Linked DNA regions of Arachis hypogaea: region 2 is linked to region 1. The links are chromatin contacts, called in public Hi-C maps. All regions are on one chromosome and are shown on one strand. The core of a region is the stretch at or near the end of the contact, and the rest is flanking DNA. Distances in the headings are between cores, read along the strand shown.

What was found. A called contact is a pair of places that touch in the nucleus more often than the background predicts.
Region 2: a contact with region 1 is called in a Hi-C map of leaf, with 2.6 times the contacts expected there. The contact joins the promoter of LOC112729706 here to the promoter of LOC112726893 in region 1. A contact is called at or near these places in 2 of 8 Hi-C or Micro-C datasets (leaf and an unstated tissue).

Annotation. Positions count from the first base shown.
Region 1 is chr12:12,773,054-12,779,657 of arahy.Tifrunner.gnm2.J5K5, forward strand. LOC112726893 reads left to right here and starts at 2,831. Exons shown (of 3, transcript XM_072208840.1): 1 at 2,831-3,105; 2 at 4,757-5,984; 3 at 6,360-6,604. The coding sequence starts at 5,237. It also overlaps the pseudogene LOC112726892.
Region 2 is chr12:12,958,441-12,965,044 of arahy.Tifrunner.gnm2.J5K5, forward strand. LOC112729706 (protein FAR1-RELATED SEQUENCE 5-like) reads left to right here and starts at 3,090. Exons shown (of 3, transcript XM_025779867.1): 1 at 3,090-3,104; 2 at 3,855-4,349; 3 at 4,459-4,791. The coding sequence starts at 3,090. The coding sequence ends at 4,791. LOC112729705 reads right to left here and starts at 1,339. Exons shown (of 1, transcript XM_025779866.1): 1 at 902-1,339. The coding sequence starts at 1,339. The coding sequence ends at 902.

The DNA of each region.
Region 1 (6,604 bases), core at 1,581-4,080:
GGGGTGGGGTGAGCCAAGCATTAGAGACCCTACATGTAAGTGCTGAAGTATGACTGAGAGAAAGAATGCGAAAGGCATGAATTCTGCTGAGGTAAGGGTAGCTAGGTAACAGAATTTATGTTGGGGATGCTATTATTTCCTTTTGCTTTATTCATAGAAAGTGGAGAAAATGAAGTAAATCTTAGTAGATGCTCTACGTTCAGTCTCTGAACACTGGCGGTGTTGCAAATAAATGGAGTCCTTTGCTTACACTGTATCTTGAAAAGAAAGCAATATGTACCATTTAACACTAGCAAGTGTTACTAGTCTAAAAAGTTCACTTCTATTTCCATATTGACAATTTGGCGAAGTAAAAAGGAGCTTTCAGCCCTTAAGGGCCAACATTAAATGGCCATTCTCTGGGCAGAATAATGTTTCACTTTGATAGATGATACGTTATGTTAGTAAATTATTATGTGTGCTTTTGTAGAGTGAAATCCTTTTGTTCTTTCATTTCATCAAGTTTTCTTTGGACCTTCTTCTCACTTTGATGACTTAAAATCCTCCGTTTCTATGATTATTTTCAGGCACTTAGCTCTTTAAATGTTGAATTATTGGTCATACCAGCTATCTCAGAAATGAGAGAAACTTGGACTTCTGTTTTTGGGTTTGAGCCGCTTGAATTGGAAAACAAGAAAATAATAAAGAGCATGAGTCTGTTGATATTCCCTCATGTAGATATGCTGCAGAAGAAGATGTTGAAGCATAAGTTTGCTGAGGAAACTGTGATTACTGCAGAAGGTATGTTGCGGGTCCTCATGTATGATTTGAGATGGCCATTGCTCTTCTTTCATACTCTGAAAATTTCAACATTGTTAATTGCTCCATGCAATTTCTTGCAGCTTCCAATCTTCTGAAAGATCATACAGAAGGCGAGGTGGCAAATAATTGTGAAGGGGCAGAATCATTTGGATCTCAGTCAATGAACAATTCTGCCGACATCCCTTGTTCTAATGATGACCAGATGATGGATAAAACCATGCCTACTGAATCTGGCAGTCTTCTTCCTGAGGGTTCATTGAATAACTTACCCAACAATAATGGCAACACTAAACTTCATGATAAATGTCCAGAAGATATCACATGCCAAGTTGTTTGCCATGAAAATTTGCCAGTGGAAGACATAAGCACTGCAAATCCCCCTGATGATGGAACTGAAGACGCCGGTACACGTAAGAATACTAGTCTTGATTGCGTCGAGCTGAACGATGATGAGAAGCAAGTAGATTTAGATGGTCAATCAAACAACTGCTGCAATACTTATGAGGAAACAGAATGTCTTAGAGATGGTTGTCACTCTGGTGAAGCAGTTCCTACAACCAATGACTCGGTGCACCTTCAGTCAAAGGACATCACTGAAGATTGTCCCGATAATTGCGAAACAAACTCCAAAGTGGTAACCACACCAGGCTCTGATGAAGCCGAAGTACACCCAACTGAACCACCTAAGCACCAGACAGATACAGAAGATTGCCAATCCTTTCCTGTATCTTCTGATTTATGTGAGAAGTTTGTGGATTGTGTTGATGATAATAGTAAGCCATCCACAGATGTTAAGGCCGATTCCTTTCCCGCTGATACAGACAGAAATCCAAACGACGAACATCTGACAAAGGGATCACCAGGGCTACCGGAGCACGACTTGCAGGTCGATCAAAATCCGCAGGGCAATGCTCCGACCCTGTGTACTCCAAACACTGCTTCTAGCGTAGCTCTTAACTGTGCTTCTGTGGGTGCTGGCAGTACTTCTTGCAGTAGTACTGAGGTGATAGTTCTGTCAAACCAAGCCAGTTGACTTCTATGTTCCATTTGTAGTCTTAAGTAGGTTATCTGTTTTGGGGTTATTCACTGACTTAGGTTATTTCTAGCAGTGCATTCTGGAAAGGTAATTTGACTAGATTTTTTTGTCAGTATAACAAAAGTATTCTGAGGAAGTGTCCTGGAAAAGAATGTTGTAAGGGCAATCTTTAGTCTAAGATGTCAATTTTTTTGGGTGGCCAATAGGGTTATGTATGTTTGGCTGCCCATGGTAATAGGCTAATAGCCAAAGTGATGTAAATGGTAGTGCTTTTAATTCTAGTCTTAAAATTTCTGTTTCACTAGTTGCATTTCATACAATATCTGCTAGTAAAACTGAGAATTACTCCTCTATTTGACTTGGTTTTAGGTGCTAGTGAATAGTGATTATCCTCACGAGCAGTAGTGATGGTTTGAGATTGTAGCTCAATTGGCAACTATATCAATTCAAAATTAAATAGCGCGATTGGTAACTTTTCCTTCACTTTCTGTTTATTCCATATTGTCACATCAATACGAGCCATGAAAGGCATAAATTTAATAGGCATTAAATATAAATATTAATTTCCACATTATAATTGATTTATTTTAGAAATAAAATTTAATAATACTTAAATCTAATTTGTAATATTTAATCCTTTCTAAAAAGTTTACCTTCATCCATCTTAAAATTCTCACTTTACTTTGACTCTGCAATTATTTAAAACATTTAACTCTAAGTAAAATAAAGTTTTAGATGATGTTGTATTTACCTGCTAAGTGTCTAATCTGGTCTTTTTATCTACGTTGTATTGCTGAGCAAATTGAGATTAAGCTCTTTCCAAGTTAAAAGGTTGGTTATTGAAGTTAATGGCATAATGCAATGTGTTTTATTGTATGATGATGATAACAAGTAAACCAGTTAGTCTAGAATTATTTATTGCATAGTAAACAAACCCGGTTCGCCTCGGCCGGTTCGATCAAAATCTCAGTCACCCGGTCACCTGTTTGGGTCGAGCCACTCTCTAAACTGCCCCAAATCCCTAATTCACACATCACATCCGCCTCTCAAGCTCTCACTCACACCAGCCGACCAGCGACACCCTGACTCTCAAACTCTCTCATTGTCTTCATTCACAGTCGCTGGCGTTCCGCCGTAGTTCGCGTGTCGCCGCCCTCCTTGGTCTCGTCGTCGCCGGCTCAGCAAGAAGAAACAGAAGCAACCAGCAATTGCCAGCCCTGGTTCGGACGTCGTCTCCTTCTCGCCGGTTCCGTCGCCAAGCAGCTGCGGTGAGTCCCTGGCTGCATTCCCCTGTTTTTCCTTTGGCCCTGTCTTCCGTGGTTCGCACTCCACACTTCACAGATTCTTGCATTCTTTTTACCTAATTAATTAATTTGTCATTTTGCGGTAACTGAAGTTTAATCAATTTTCTGATCAAATTAATGGTACTGTTGAAGGGTTGATACCATAATTTTAACTAATTTTTTTAGGTTTATGTCTTAAGAATAAAGTGTTCCTGTTTAGAGAATCTTAGCCTGTAATTGTAATGATGAAGTTGATTTAGGTGTGGCTGTTCTGAAGCTCAGAACTCCGAAGCTGCTCCTTTCCTGACTCAACTTCTACTTCTGCTTCTGTAGGTGATTTTTGTTTTATTGTTTTTTTTTTCAGTTAGTCTTTAATCTCTATTAATTTTTTTATGCTTAGTATTTTTCAGTTTTAATGTAGTTTTAGATAAATTGATGCTAATTGGTTTAGATGAATTGATGCTTATTTGATAAATTGATGATTAGTTATACTGATTAGATAGTAGGTTATGAAGATGAATAACTCTCATGGTGATATTGATGGAAAGGATGGTTCTCATATTGTTCTCCAAAGCTGTTCAGGGGGGAATTATTCAGGTGTGTTGCTTACTTTGGCTGCTGCTGTGTGCATTGTTTTGAGCTTATCAATAGTGATAAGTAGGAAGATGATTGGGTCAAGGGAATTTTTATCATGGTCAAGGTTGCCTGTGAATTCATCAGTGGTGATGATCATGTCAAGATTGGCAATATCTAGATTTATTAGATAATGAAAAGAGGAAAAGTTTGTGATGTTTATAAGTTGTGTGTAAATCTATGTGGATATAATAAGAGAAGAAACATTGAATTTCTAAGTTTGGAAGTGACCAATATAAACTTGCGGATCATAATTCTGTGGAAGAGAATGCTATTATGGAGTGTTTGTTTTGTTGTATCAAAGTCCTTTTACTTGTTTATATCACCATGCCTTTTGATTATTTATTTAATATCATTGTTGATTTTTTTCTGTATTGTATTGTTATATCAAAGTCTGTACTTGTTTACATCATAATTTTTGAGTGGTAATTGAGTTTACCAAGTGTGTTTCAAATTAAGTGAAGGAATGCATAAGCAACAATGGGTATGTCCTTTGGATTTAATGTCTATTTTTGTATTAGTTATTTTTAGGAATTGAGACTTGATTATTGTTAAAGTGTCAGTAGTAATATGTATTTCAAATTTTAATTTGAACTTTTTTTTATGATTTTATATTTTTATTTAAGTGATACCGGGTCAACCAGTTCAACCATGACCCACTGGTTGAACCAGTGACCCAGTACTCTGAATGGTTCGATTACTGGTTCGGTTATGATAACTAGTTTATTGATATAATGTACTAGTAAATTTGTGTTGCTTTGCTTTGCTTGAATGGCTTCTAATTATATTCTTAATTTGAGCCCAATAAGAAAAGAGGACGTGATAGAGATTAGAGGGCAATGAACATTTTTAAAGTATGTTTTGTCGGAAGGTAAAATTATGTAGTTCATTTTTTAAAAGTTTCACTCTATTTCTACTCTTCCACCAGATTTTCCTTTAATTGTTATTGGTCTTGGCATCTATAAATTGGTCAATTTTTTTTTGTTCTTGCCTTGCTTGGCAGGCTTAGATGAAGACTAATGGGAGAAGGAAAACCTAGTTGTATTGCACAAATCAATGAGGAAAACAAAGCTATGGACATAGACCATATATGACCCTGCCGCTGCTCCTGCCACGAAGTGATGAGATTTCATCTAGACCTGGTTTTCACCTGGTATAATTGTGGCCCAAAAGTGATGGGGTTTCATCGGACCTAGTGTTTGGGTTAGAGTCTTAAAAATAGATCTGATGAATATTTAGGGCCGTATTGCCGGATCTGGATTAGAACAAACCTGTTTATACTCGGCTCATGTACACCCCTATCAAGTAATATGTGTTCTTCCTGTTTGGGATCCTATCGGAGTAAGAATGAAGCAAATTTACAACCCACAATCTCAAAAGCTTCTTTGATTCCAGTAAAACAAAACTTCATCTCTCTATAAAACCATTTTAATCCATTCATTGCAACAATTTCAATAATTTTTTTTTTTTGTGGTTTAATTCAATGTCTTCTCAGAAGACTCTTTTGAGACTTTTCAACAAAGGTTTGTCTTTTCCTTCAGACCAACAAAAGCTTCAACTTGAACTTGTCAATAAGATAACCCAAAACCTCCTAATTTCGAATACCACCAATTATTTTAGACCCGATAGAGAACTGCAGTCCATGATCTCATGCATCACTCCCAATGTTACATACCATGTTCTTTCGAACCCCGATCTCCCTCCTCATTCTTTGTTGTCATTTTTCAACTTCCTTAGAAGTAGAAACTTTAATATTACTCATATACTTGATATTAAGGCCCATGTGATTCTCCTTTCCAGACTTTTTGAGGCTCGAAAATTTGCCACCATGAAGAGCATTCTGAGCTCTGTTGTTATTGATGGTAAGCTTTGTTGCCCCATTCCAGGGGTTGTTTCTTTGGTTGGTGAACTTGATCCACATTTTGCAGAGAAGCTGTTTGATATGCTGTTCAGAGTGTGTTCTGATAACAGGTTGTTTGAAGAGGCATTTAGAGTCTTTGATTATGCCAAGATGATGGGGTTGGGGATAGAGGAGAGGTCTTGTTTTGTACTCTTGCTTGCTTTGAAGAAATGTGGTGAGCTGGATTTGTGTCGTAGGTTCTTTCATCGAATGCTCGAGTCGGGTAGGATTCAAATTAGGGTTCAGTCTCTGACACTTGTGGTTGATGTTCTGTGTAGGGGAGGAGAGGTTGAGAAAGCTAAGGAGTTGATGGCTGAGATGGCTGGTAAAGGTATTGTGAAACCCACTGTGTTCACTTATAATACATTGTTAAATGCTTATGTTAGAAGAAAGGATCAAAGGGGTGTAGATGAGATATTGAGATTAATGGAGAAGGAACAAGTTGTTCATAGTTTAGCTACATATAGTATTCTGATTCAGTGGTATGCGAGTTTAGGAAATATAGGGGAAGTTGAAAAGATATTCGAGGAAATGCATGAACGAAATTTAGAAATGGACAGTCATGTGTATACAACGATGATAAATTGGTATTCTAGGTTAGGAAACATTAAAAGGGCATCCGCTTTGTTTGATGAGATGACTCAGATAGGCATCCTTCCTAATGCACATACTTATGGGGCCTTACTTTGTGGTGTATGCAAGGTAGGCCAAATGGAGGCTGCAGAAATATTGCTTGAAGAGATGCAAAGTAAAGGCATTGACCCAAATATAGTAATATTTAATACAATGATTGATGGTTATTGTAGAAGAGGTTTGATAGATGAGGCTTTGAGGGTGCAAGATATCATGGCAAGGAAGGAAATCGAAGCAGATGTGTTTACATACAACATTATTGCTTGTGGGCTATGTAAAGTGCATCGATATGAGGAAGCCAAGAGGACTTTGAATACA
Region 2 (6,604 bases), core at 1,840-4,339, 190 kb after region 1:
GATTTCTTTCACAAATTTTAAACATATAGTTTATGTAATTGATGAAGAGAAATTTTTGAAAGAGTAACGTATATCATTAAAAATTCTGATTATAATATTTTTTAATGATTATGTAATTATTTAACAATTTTAAATTTGAGTTAAATATGAATTTATGTATTTAAATAATTTTTTAAGTAGTGTATTTTAAAATTAACTATTTCTCTCATATGATAATAAATGATTAGATAATTGTGTAATTTTTTTTTATAAATGTATGAAAATTATATTCTTTCAACTTTACCATTTATCCATGCATATGGCTCAAATTAAAGTTCTTGTTCTTAATTAATATTCTATTATTATAATAGGATCGAAATATTTAATAATAAAAAATTAACAAAAAATAACTAAAATTTATTTTATTTAATATTTATTAATTTTAATAATAATTAATAAATATTAAATAAGATAAATTTTAATTTTTTTTCTCTAACATTAATGTAATAAGATATAAAGTATAGACCGTTCCTATTATTAATTAGTAATTACTAGAAACATAAGAAGAGTTTGAATTAAGAGAAAGAGGGAGGCATGGAATCGAAGTTTTATTAAGAGAGTGATCATCAAAAAGGGGCCACATGTGTATTTACAGTGCATACGCCTAATATTTTCACGTGATGATAATTAATTTTTTTTAATTAATATAAAATAAAAATTCACATACAGTTATTTTTATTATTTAAAATTAATAATTAAAAATTATTAATTATTAATTTTACATAAAAATATCTACATATAAATTTTTATCTTAATATAATATATATTAACATTTTAACTATCATCTATAGGTAAAAAACATTGACGCAAGTAGCCACCTAATAATATTCCAAACCTTTAATTTGATATATGTAGGGAGGAATCAATTCCCTCTGGTCTTGGTCTTTGGCACCGTGACCACCAGCTTTCCTCCGCTACAAACCGCCGTGGCCATCTCCGGCCTAGTCCACGGCGGAAGCCTAAACCGAAAACCATAGCACTGCTGGGCAAAACAATCTCCACCGTCCATTCCCTTGATCACGATCTTGGTTATTCCAGGAACAATCTCTACAGCCTCTGCACTCACTCCACAAGAAGAAGAGCCTCTACACTTGCACCACGCAACAAATCGGAGAAACTGCGTGGTTTCGTCGATCGAAACGTCGTCGTCTGAATGGAGAGGGAGTTCAAGAACGCTGGCGAACACGTGCGGAAGTCTCCAAAGCTTCTTCGTATTGTTTGGGTTCGGGTTCGATGAAACGATGGCGTTTTGGGAACGATGGTTGGTTCGTTTCTTTGAAGAAGGGTGCACCTTCATCATTGTGAACATTTCTAGTTAGTTAGTTATTTACTATGAATAAGGCCTTGTTTGGATGTATTGATATAGGTAATGAAATGAGAGAAGAATGAAGACACTGAGTGGTTTAATTTGTTATGACCCACTTTCTGATACGACTTGAAGAGGAAAGTGGCCGATAATGTTTGTGGATGGTCATTTATATAAAGAGACACCGTGACAGTATTCTATTTGACGAAATTACCCTCTACAAAACAATATTTATTTATAAAAAATATGAAAAGATGATCAAAATTTATTGTTTATTATTATTAATTATTATAATGACTTTTAAATAATGTATTTAATTTGACAAGTCAATAAGATTAATCCGTTTTGTTATAGATTTGAGCTCCATTTAATTATTTGTAACTCATTAATGATTTAATTTGCTGCATGCATAAATTGAGGAGCACCGTTAAGGGATAATAATTTTCTATTTTTTGGGCCAGCAAACAATCAGCATTAGTATTCTTATACCTCAAACAAAATAAAGTCCAAATGTATATCGAGAGCGTGTACTCACGCTCCTTTACCACACGCTTTTCTTTTTTCCCAAAACGAAAACTCTCAGGGACCAGCAAATATAATAAGATCTAACCATCATTCAACCAGCATGTGTTTTTATATCAGGATTGTCTCACGCGTTATCACAAACGGCTTTCTCTCACGCTCCTCTCCAAGGAACTAGCCGGATACGCAACGATCGCAGTTTTGTTGACAAAGCTTGAAGTTTCACCTTTTACTCTTGGATAAAAATTTTCTTCCCTGTCGCTCATTCCTTCTCAGCTGCAGAATAACTCAGAATTTCACTCTCTCGCTCCATGTTAATGATGGAATCAGCGTTTAGAAGAACAGAATATTGAAGTAAGCAGTTTCTCTCTCTTCTAATTTCATGATTTTTGTAATGATTTTCATAGTGCATCAATGAACACAATGATGATTATGATTATGAATTTCTGAGCTCGCAAAGCATGCTGTTTTTGTTTTTCATAATAGAGTTTAAATTGAATATACAGAATCCAAATTATACCTTATTCGATTTTGATTTTCATAATGCAACAATGCACAATTAACGCAAACCAACTGTTTGATGAAATGACTAAGACAGAAAATATAAAAAATGTTAGTGTTTCTTGTTGTTGTTTTGATTTTTCAATGTAATTTAAGTTATGTACTGTTGTTGTCTTTTTATATTTCACCTAGTTTGGCCTCCTAACAAAATAATAATTTATTAATTTATATGAAATAAGTATAGAAATAAATAAGAAAGAAAAATAGATAATAAGACAAGATGCATGCTCAATGAAACTAATCTAACCTTAGCTACTAAGAACCTGAAGTAGAAGTAGAAGCATCGAATTTGTAATTGTTCTATAACAGTAAACATGTTCTATGATTTTCTTGGAGTTGGAGCTACAAAATTTCCAAGGGTTAGGAAAGTGAGGCTAAGCTAGTTAATAGGTAGTGTTGTGTTTTTTGTAGTTGTTTTGTTTTGGTTGGGTTTGTGATGCATTCAAATGCGGTCTGTTGTTGTAGGATCTTGTTTTGCATTCTCTTTTGTACAGTTAGTTCCATAATAGCTTAAAAGTAACTAAAGTAAAAAAGTGCAATCAATAGAGGGATGAACAAACAAATATTTGGAGTGATATAGAGAGAGAAGGAAGGAGATTAATATTTAGTACTTAGTAGTATGACATATTTCTTATGATCTTATGACTCATGATGAGTAGTTATGGGATTCAAAAAGGTATGCTATTTTTTTTTTTTTACAAAAAGTTGTATTCTAACTTTACAAACTAGTTAGCAGTTAGAGAACGTTATAATATTGTATGAACATTAAATAGGGGATTATCTTTGTAATTTTATAGTTGTGTGAACTGTATTCAACTGAATTAACTTGCTTTAATGTGGAGTATCTTTCTTGGATTGATTTGATCTCTAAAAAATGGTAAAGATCTCCAGTAGATTATTTCAATTCTTAATTAACAAAAGGCTAATCTTTGAAGGCATCAAAGAAACTCCAATTAACAACAATAAAAACAGTAGTTAGTTTTATGTCCCAGCTAATTAGTAACAATTTATTAGAAATTTGTTAAGGACTCTTATTTATGCAAAAGGGTTTTGTTGATTCAATACCTAAGAGTAATCGAGATACTTCACTCAATACATTTTGCACCCACTTTAATGAGATTTTGCACACTTTACTTAGGATACTTTGCATCCATCTGAATGAAATTTTGCACACATGAATCAGACATTTTGCACCTACTTTAATCAGATTTTGCACATTTTACTCAGCACAGTTTGCATCCAATGTAATGATTTTTTGCACACATGAATCAGACAGTTTGCACCCACTTTAATGAGATTTTGCACACCTTACTCGTCACAGTTTACACCCAGTTTAATGAGATTTTGCACACATGACTTAACATAGTTTGCACATTCTTTAATGAGATTTTGTTTTACTATCTGATATATGCTAACTTTTTTACAGGATGTGCCCAAGGTTGGCATGTGTTTTGGAACCATTGATGATACAAATCAATTTTATCAGAATTATGCCAAGCGCGTTGGTTTTGTTACTAAGATAAGGTTTACTCGAAGAGTTGGTAAAGATAAGGTTCCTAAGAATCAAATGATCACTTGCAATAGAGAGAGGAAACGCAAGTCTAGAGTTTTACCAATAGAAAAGACCAACCCTAGAACCAACTACAATTGCCCCGCAAGGATTTCTATTAGGTTGAATAAGGAGGGTCTTTGGATTATATCGAAGGTGTGTTTGGATCATTCACATCCTTGTGATCCAGAGATGGCAAAATTGTTGACACATAATAGAGAGATGAGTATGCACATGTATCGAGTCATTGAGAGGAATGATGAAGTAGGTGTGAGACCAAGCAAAACATATCAAGTGTTGGTGGGTGAATCGTGGGGTTTCTCTAAGATAAACTTAATGGAAAAAGATATTAGGAACTATCTCAACAGAAAGGTACGCAATGTTACAAAAGAAATGGATGCTAGGGAGATGTTGAAGTATTTTACACGGATGAAGGATATAAATTGATTTTTATTTTGATGTTGAACTTGATCAAAACAAGCGTTTCAAAACTATATTTTGGGCTGATGCTCGAAGTAGAGTAGCATATGAGTACTTCGGTGATGTAGTTTCGTTTGATACCACTTATAAAACCAATCGTTACGATATGCCATTTGGTTTCTTTGTGGAGGTTAATCACCATGGTAACTCAGTGCTTCTTCGGTGTGGTTTGTTGACTAAGGAAAATTCAGGCTCGTTTACTTGGTTATTTAATGCTTGGCTTACATGTATGCATGGAAAGGCTCCTAAAGGCATTATAACAGACCAATGCCTCGGAATACGAGATGCAATTGAGAATGTGATGCCAGAGACACGTCATAGGTTATGCATTTGACACATTACGAAAAAGATTCTAGAAAAATTCAAAAGACACAAGAGATATGAAGAGTTACAAGGTGATTTAAATAATATTGTTTGAGAGTCTATTTTAGAAGATGATTTTCAAAGTCAATGGGAAGATTTTCTGATTGAATATGATCTAGAAGATAACAAGTGGCTATCAGGTACTTTTCTAAACATGAATTTTTATATTTTGCACATAGGAATTAGCATATTAGTATTTAAAAAGTATCAAGTGGTTATCATATTCTATTTGCTAGAATTCTAACATGTGTTTGAATATGCCTTTAGTACAATTTTCTTATTCTAATATTTTTTAGGCTTCAATGTATTATTAACATGTTTATGACAACATTTGCATCCACTTTTGTTAAGTTTGCTTAAAAAAAAAATTTTTATGTATATTTGTTTACTATGATACATAAATATCTATGAAGAAAGACTTTAGAATGAAATTGAGGCACTAACATAACTATAACTATGCCATTTGAGCATTCTATATAGATAGCAGGATTTCAACAATTAGGAATTCAGTACAGTTGTATGTATCTCAAACAGCACACACATCACGTAAGAACACAAAAAGGATAAAACCTAATTAATATATTTTCTCTTGGATAAACAAAACGTAGCTGATAACTAGAAGTGAAAAGAATTCAACTTAGAAATGTGTATTAAGTGGGTGCATAAATCGAAAGAATTCTGGATATTATAAGCAATCATCAATTAAAAAAAAAAGCTATATTGAATTAACAAGATAAAATAGATAAAACAAATCGTTGGCCTTTGCTTTGATGACTCCTATGTCAACTTCTTTGCAAGTTTTTCTTTATCCCAATAAGCAATCCATGGTGGTGGAGGCCCCATATAATTTTCCTTATCTCCGAATGTGTTTTTGTGGTAATAGATAATCTATAAGAAAAATAATAAATGTAATGATTATCATAAAAAAATCAAAAAATGAAAAAAAGATAAGTACATTAGACTGATTACCATCAAAACATAAAGATAACCATCAATACTTAATGTATTTTTTTTCTTGAATTTTTGAACCCTTTCATAAGCTCATCATGCACAAATCTTGCCCAATTGTATCTTGTGATATTATCTACATCAACAATGGCACGTAAGTACTTTGGGGATGTGACAACGCTACTTGTTGGTGTCAAAAATGAGCTAAGAACGAACATTATAAATGCTCTCCTAAAGTAATCTCTCACTTTGGATGTTGAAATATTACATTCTCTTGAATGTAATACTTCTTGTAACCATGGGCTTGTCACAGACTTGAACGGGGCAACTAATCTTTCTTGCTCTGAAGTCCAATCTTCTTCTTCTGGAAAACTTTTACCAATTGAAGGTAATTCTAGAGCTAACCCAATTTTGTCTGTTATCACATCGAATATCCCCCACAACTAATTCCAGTTTGCTTGTTGTGTTATATGCTTTAGCAAGTGCGAGGAATAACCGCCTATCAATTTTCCAATTTTGAATAGCCTTCATGGATGAGAATCCCATTTTATCAACTTCAACTTTTTGCTCTTTTGTAAGAGAATTTATCGTTGTGAAAATCGAAACGGAAGAACAACGACATTCTATCACTTTCTGCAAACATAAAGAAAAAAAATCTTCACCCAATTTTAACCATGTTTTTTTGGAAAATAATAAGAAATAACAATAATAATAAATTATCATAATCATAATAAAGTAATACTCGCATTTAGATATAAATAGGTGCAAACTATGCTAAGTCATATGTGCAAAATCTTATTAAATTGGGTGCAAACTGTGCGAGTAAGGTGTGCAAA